2 separate regions of the Sus scrofa genome follow, and region 2 is linked to region 1. The links are chromatin contacts, called in public Hi-C maps. All regions are on one chromosome and are shown on one strand. Each heading gives the region's core, a stretch centred on a gene start, on an enhancer-like site or on the middle of the called end of the contact. The rest is flanking DNA. Distances are from core to core; before and after follow the strand shown. Region 1 holds the start of NEIL2 (endonuclease 8-like 2). Region 2 overlaps LOC106508068 (a long non-coding RNA gene).

The links. Hi-C and Micro-C count contacts between places; a contact is called where the count stands out from the background.
Region 2: a Hi-C map of fetal liver shows a contact between it and region 1, with 2.5 times the contacts expected there. The contact joins the enhancer-like site here to the promoter of NEIL2 in region 1. A contact is called at or near these places in 4 of 5 promoter capture datasets (fetal liver, fetal skeletal muscle, liver and 1 more), 30 of 47 Hi-C or Micro-C datasets (adipose tissue, alveolar macrophages, blood and 15 more) and 2 of 2 datasets of contacts at active chromatin or transcription factors (alveolar macrophages and skeletal muscle).

What each region holds. Positions count from the first base shown.
Region 1 is chr14:14,943,756-14,946,455 of Sscrofa11.1, reverse strand. NEIL2 (endonuclease 8-like 2) reads right to left here and starts at 1,327. Exons shown (of 5, transcript XM_003359058.4): 1 at 1,172-1,327.
Region 2 is chr14:15,072,732-15,075,431 of Sscrofa11.1, reverse strand. LOC106508068 (a long non-coding RNA gene) reads left to right here. Exons shown (of 3, transcript XR_002338631.1): 3 at 948-1,093. It also overlaps the pseudogene LOC110256701. Among named protein-coding and RNA genes, the nearest start is that of DEFB136, 37 kb to the left of the region's middle. Within about 2 kb of position 1,306, at least 1 of the 83 cell types and tissues checked has an H3K27ac peak or open chromatin away from gene starts, as enhancers often do. A contact at or near this core is called in fetal liver, where this site is marked.

The DNA of each region.
Region 1 (2,700 bases), core at 78-2,577:
CTGGGAACTTCCATGTGCTGCAGGTGCAGCTGTAAAAAGAAAAAAATAGAGAAAGAAATAACTGAGAAACAGCTGGGCTTCCATTTTAATCTGATGTAAGGGTATCTGTGACTCTCATCTCTCCCCGCCCCAAATCATCCAAGTTCACTGGGAGCTCATATATGAGGCAGTCTGAGTGGTCTGCCCCTAGCTTCTAGGACAGGGAAGGCATCCCCCCACCCTTACCTATTTATCCACCTGCAAAAGACTGCAAGTTATCATGGAAACCCAAAGAACTAATCAGTTTCCTGGCATGGTGGTAGCTACCTGCATTTCATCAATTCTTGAAAGCATTTAAAAAATCTCTCAAAGGGGGGGTGCCTCTTACAATCCATGGTTTCTCATAGTTTGATTAGCAGCACATCCTATAATACATATTTTTAATTTGATGGTGCCCTAGCCTCGCTAAATGTGCTATTTCACATCTTCAAGACCCTGGAGAGACCCTACTAACCAAACTTCAGGGCTATAGGGAGATTGGCCACACTGCGGCTAAGCTGAACCTCAACCAGCAATGTGCGCTGGTCCTCTCCAACCGAGGAAGCTTCTGGAATAGTTCTGATCCTTAAAAACCTTTTGACACAAGGGCATGTTTCTTTTAGGTTTATTCATGGAGATGGAAAACTGGGCAGGGAACTGCCTCTACCGAATCCTTAAAATATCCGAACCGTAAGGGGCACAGATTCGATAAGGTCACCCCGCTACCTTCGAGCCCCTCCCCCCAGCGGTTAACCGCAAGAGGCTAATTAAGGGGCTGCCTAGCGACCGCGCTAAAAGGAGAGGAGCGGGCGTCCCCTTTTCTCAGGACATCATTCACTGTCTGGGGAGGGTCTAAAAGCATCTTCCCAGGGTGCGGGGCGGGCTGGTTGCAGAACCCGGATTGCTCAGGGGCAGAAATGCTAAAAAGTAGTTAACAGCCAAAAAGAAAGATAAATTCAGGTTTCCATAAAAGACGCTTCTAAAAGGTTCGGTAACTGAGTTTTCACGCCGGTAATAAAGTGACGAGGGTAAAGCTTGGGAAAGCCCTGCATTTCCGGCGGGGGACCCGTCACCGCCGAGGACGCGCCGCACCGCTCCCTACCCACCAGCGTAGGTAGCGCGACGCCGCGTGGGAGCTCGCAGCAGGACTCACCGGCTCCTGGGCCGTGGACCCTTGGACCCCAGCAACCGTGAGGCCTGCAGAGGACCCGGCGCCCAGCTTGAGCGCAGGCTCCGCCCCCGGGAGTGGGCACGGGGCTTTATTGGAAGGGAGCGGGGCTCCATCCGGAGGTGGGGCGTGCGTAACTCGAGGTTCCTCCCTCGGGGTGGGGCATATAGGGGCTCCGCCCCCAGGCGAGGAGGGGGCTCTGTCCTGGTGGGGACAGGGAGTGGTGGTGAGGGCGGGGCGAGGTGGGCCGTTCCTGCCCTAAGGGGGTCGCTGGATGCTGGGCAGTTGCCGAGGTTGGGGAGTGTGTCTGAGCAGACGTAGGGAAGAAACAAACCGCCCTTGGAAAGGTCATTGTCTTATACGAAGATAGACTGCTATAGAGAAAATTAAGTTAAACAAGACCACTTTGGGTGGTCAGGCAAAGGGAAGCCTTTTGGTTGGTTTTGCCGGGCCTCCAATCCTAGCGAGGTAATTGTGAAAAGGAAACAAGTTGTCAAGAAATTTTCGTAAAGTTTTTCAAGGGTGGGTTTTTTTTTTTTAATTTTATATTATTTGAATATTATTATTTAAATTTTTACCGTAAACAAATTTTGTTTTAAAAGCAATATTTGGGGAATTGCCTGGTGGCTCAGCGGTGTAAGGACCTGGCATTGTCGCTGCTGAGGCAGTTGGGGCCCTGGTTCTATTCCTAACCGGGAACTTCTGCATGTCCTGGGTGCTGCCAAAAAAAAAAAAAAAAATCGATATTAAACTTCATCGTGTTATTATGGAAATATTACAAAGCAGGGATTCTCAAACTTTAATGTGCATATGAATCACCTGGGAGTCTTTTTTGTTTGTTTTTTTGTTTTGTTTTTCTTTTTAGGGCTGCACCTACCGCATATGAAAGTTCCCTGGCCAGGGGTCAAGTTGGAGCTACAGCTGCTGGTCTCTGCCACAACCATATCTGCAACCTATACTGCAGCTTGTGGCAACGCCGGATCCTTAACCCACTGTTTGAGGCCAGGGATCGAACCTGAATCTTCATGGATACTGTGTCAGGTTCTTAACCTGCTGAGCCACAATGAGAACTCCTTAATCGTGTTTAAATGCAGATTCTGACTCTGGTGTGTAGAGGGCCCAAGATTTTCCTTTTCAACAAGCTCCCAGGAGATGCTGTGGCTGCTGGTGGTCCAGGGACACAGGTGGGACAGCAAGGACTTGGGGCACTGTACTTGGCAGTTGGTGAGCACTTAATAATTACTCTTTGAATGAGTGGTTAAATTAGATATTAGATAATGAAACCCATAAACTATAAAGTGCTATGCAAATGCATGTAGTCACCACTCTATGACAATAAAGTTGCTGAATCTGCGTGGAAAATGGCAAACTCCCAGAAGAGCAACTCGACAGAAGAGCAGCAAAGAGCATTGTTCCTGCATTGGACTATCGGGGTCCAAATCCTCCCACTCAGGAGGCAGACCTTGGGCAAGTAACTTTTCTGTACCTCAGTTTCTTCATCTATAAAATGGAAT
Region 2 (2,700 bases), core at 57-2,556, 130 kb before region 1:
GTCCTCGTGGATATTAGTCAGGTTCATTACCACTGAGCCACAGTGGGAACTCCTAAGGAGGAAACCATTGCTACACATAATAAGATGGATGAGCAGGAGTTTCTGTTGTGGCTCAGTGGTAATTAACCTGACTAGCATCCATGAGGACCAAGGTTCCATCCCTGGCCTCGCTCAGTGGGTTAAGGATCCCGCATTGCTGTGAGCTGTGGTGTAACTAGGGTCTGGCATTGCTGTGGTGTAGGCTGGTGGCTATAGCTCCAATTTGACCCCTAGCCTGGGAACTTCCATATGCTGCAGCTGCAGCCCTAAAAAGACAATCAATCAATAGACAGTGAGAAAGCCTGGGTGTGGGACATTTTGATCATTCTGTTAGTCTGTCAGCAAGTTTCTTGACCTTCTAAGATGGATAAAACACAGAACTGATAAAAGAGTTTAAAAAAAAATAGGCGATTTTCAAAATCATTCTGTTCAATGAAAGGAGCCAGACATAAAAGAGAATGTACCTTGTGATTCCATTAATATAAAATTCTTAACCTGTTATGGAAAATAATCTATAAAAGAATAGTTAGATACTGTAAAACTGAACCACTTTGCTGTATACCTGAAACTAACACAACATTTCAAATCAACTATATTTCGATAAAAATTTTTTTGAAAAACCAAAAAAATGAAACTCAACATTGGAAACTAATACTCAGTAACAAATAGCTTATCAGTGGTTGCCTGTGGTTACAAAGGGGCATAAGGGAAGTCTGAGGGTGATGCAAGTATTAGATATCTTTGTAATGGTGATGGTTTCATTGATGTAGGCATATATCAAAACTCATCAGCCTTATTACTGATATGGAGGGTGTTCTAGTGGTCCATATAGAAGATCAGACCAGCCACAATATTCCCTTAAGCCAAAGCCTAATCCAGAGCAAGACCTTCACTCTCTTCAATTCTAGGAAGGCTGAGAGGTGAGGAAGCTGCAGAAGAAAAATTTGAAGCAAGAGGTTGGTGCATGAGGTTTAAGGTAAGAAGCCATCTCCATAACAACCAAGTGCCAGGTGAAGCAGCACGTGCTGATGTAGAAGCTTCAGTAAGTTACCCAGCAGATCTAGCTAAAATAATTCATGAAGGTGGGAATGCAGTAGGGAAGAACCTTTGTATTCTATTACAAGCAAATCACTAAAGGGATGTTGCCTATAAGCCTAAATTATACATAATGGCCCACCTCTGGGAACCCTGCCTCCCAGGTAGTGAGTGTTAAGCTAAAAGACCTTTGCTCACCCCACTGGAAACAGCCTAACCAGGCCCACCTGGGAGTGGCTGCAGGAGGAAGAGGTTACCACCCCCTTCCCCAGTCTGGCCGGAACCGGAACCAGGACTTCACCCCATGCCCCTTTTAGCCTTTTAGTATGAGAGAAGCCTGAGCTCTAACTCGGGAAGATGGCTGTCTAGAATGCTGACCTACCATCTCGTTGGTCTGCTGGCTTTCCAAAAAAGGCGCCATTCCTTGCCCCAACAACTCCTCTGTTTATTGGCCTGTTGTGCAACAAGTATGCACTTGGTAACAAATTTTGGTGAAGCCACTAGGAGCCTGGCTGCTTGTGGCCAGAGAGCCCTGGATTGGTATTTTGGGGTAAGGCCCTGGCGGCTGCGGGGACCACTTGTGTTGAGGCTCTTCCCTTCAAAATTCCCTGAAGTGGCACCAGCTGTCCCAGGGCATGGCAGTTGGAAGGAGGAGTCGACACCAGCCAGCAGATGGGCTCCATGCAGACGGGTAAGTTGCTTCGGTGTGTACAGGTGGAAATGTTATTCCTTTCTGTTTGGGGTGGGGCTTTTTTTATCCTCCTCCGGAATTAGCCAGTTTTCTTGTATTTGAGTGAGGTACCCTCTTGGAGAGAGGAAATAATTGCTGGACTTTTATCCTATTTGTGAACTGATTCATTTGTTTCTTTGGTTGTTAGCATTTGTGTGTGACATTTGTATTTTGTCTGTCTTGTATTTCTGTCTTTTAAAAACTGGGAAATATTTCAACTATCCCTAAAGAAAGCCCTCCAGGTGCATTTTGGATAAGTGATCTGTTTACAGCTATGAACCCCTGGGTGAGAGAAAGATGATATTTTATTGTAATGATGTGTGGCCACAGTACCTGTTAGGATCTGCCCAAGGGGTTTATCCGGGGTTACCTCGGGATCCTGTGCACCAGGTATTGTCACCTTTGATGTGTTATTTACATTGTTTACAATCTCCTGAGTCATTGGCCTGGCCAAGGAATCACATTGCATGGGGTTGAGTTGATGGTTCTTGTGACATGTAAAACCCCAAGTCTAAACTTGAGGGTTTATTTAGGGTTCTCTGTTTGTTCTTTTGGTTTTTCATTTCATTTCGTTTCGATACCACTTCTCCATTTACAGACCGATGTCAAATGGAGAAAAGAAACAACAACAACAAAAACATGTCTGTTCCAGTTCAAAAGTGGGGCATTCCCAGGGAGAAAAGAAAGGTTCCATTTAGTTCTTAAAATCACCATAAGCTCCATTCCAGAATTCAGCCAGGTTGGTTGATGCCAAGGCAAAAAGGTACCCTTTCAATGGTCAGGGATGATCAACTGCTATTTATGGTTTTATGGTGGCCTTTGAATGGCTCTATAGCTGCTCTGTGAAGAAGTGGGTAAGAATGATGAAATCCTCTGTGTGCAAGCCTTTGTGCTAG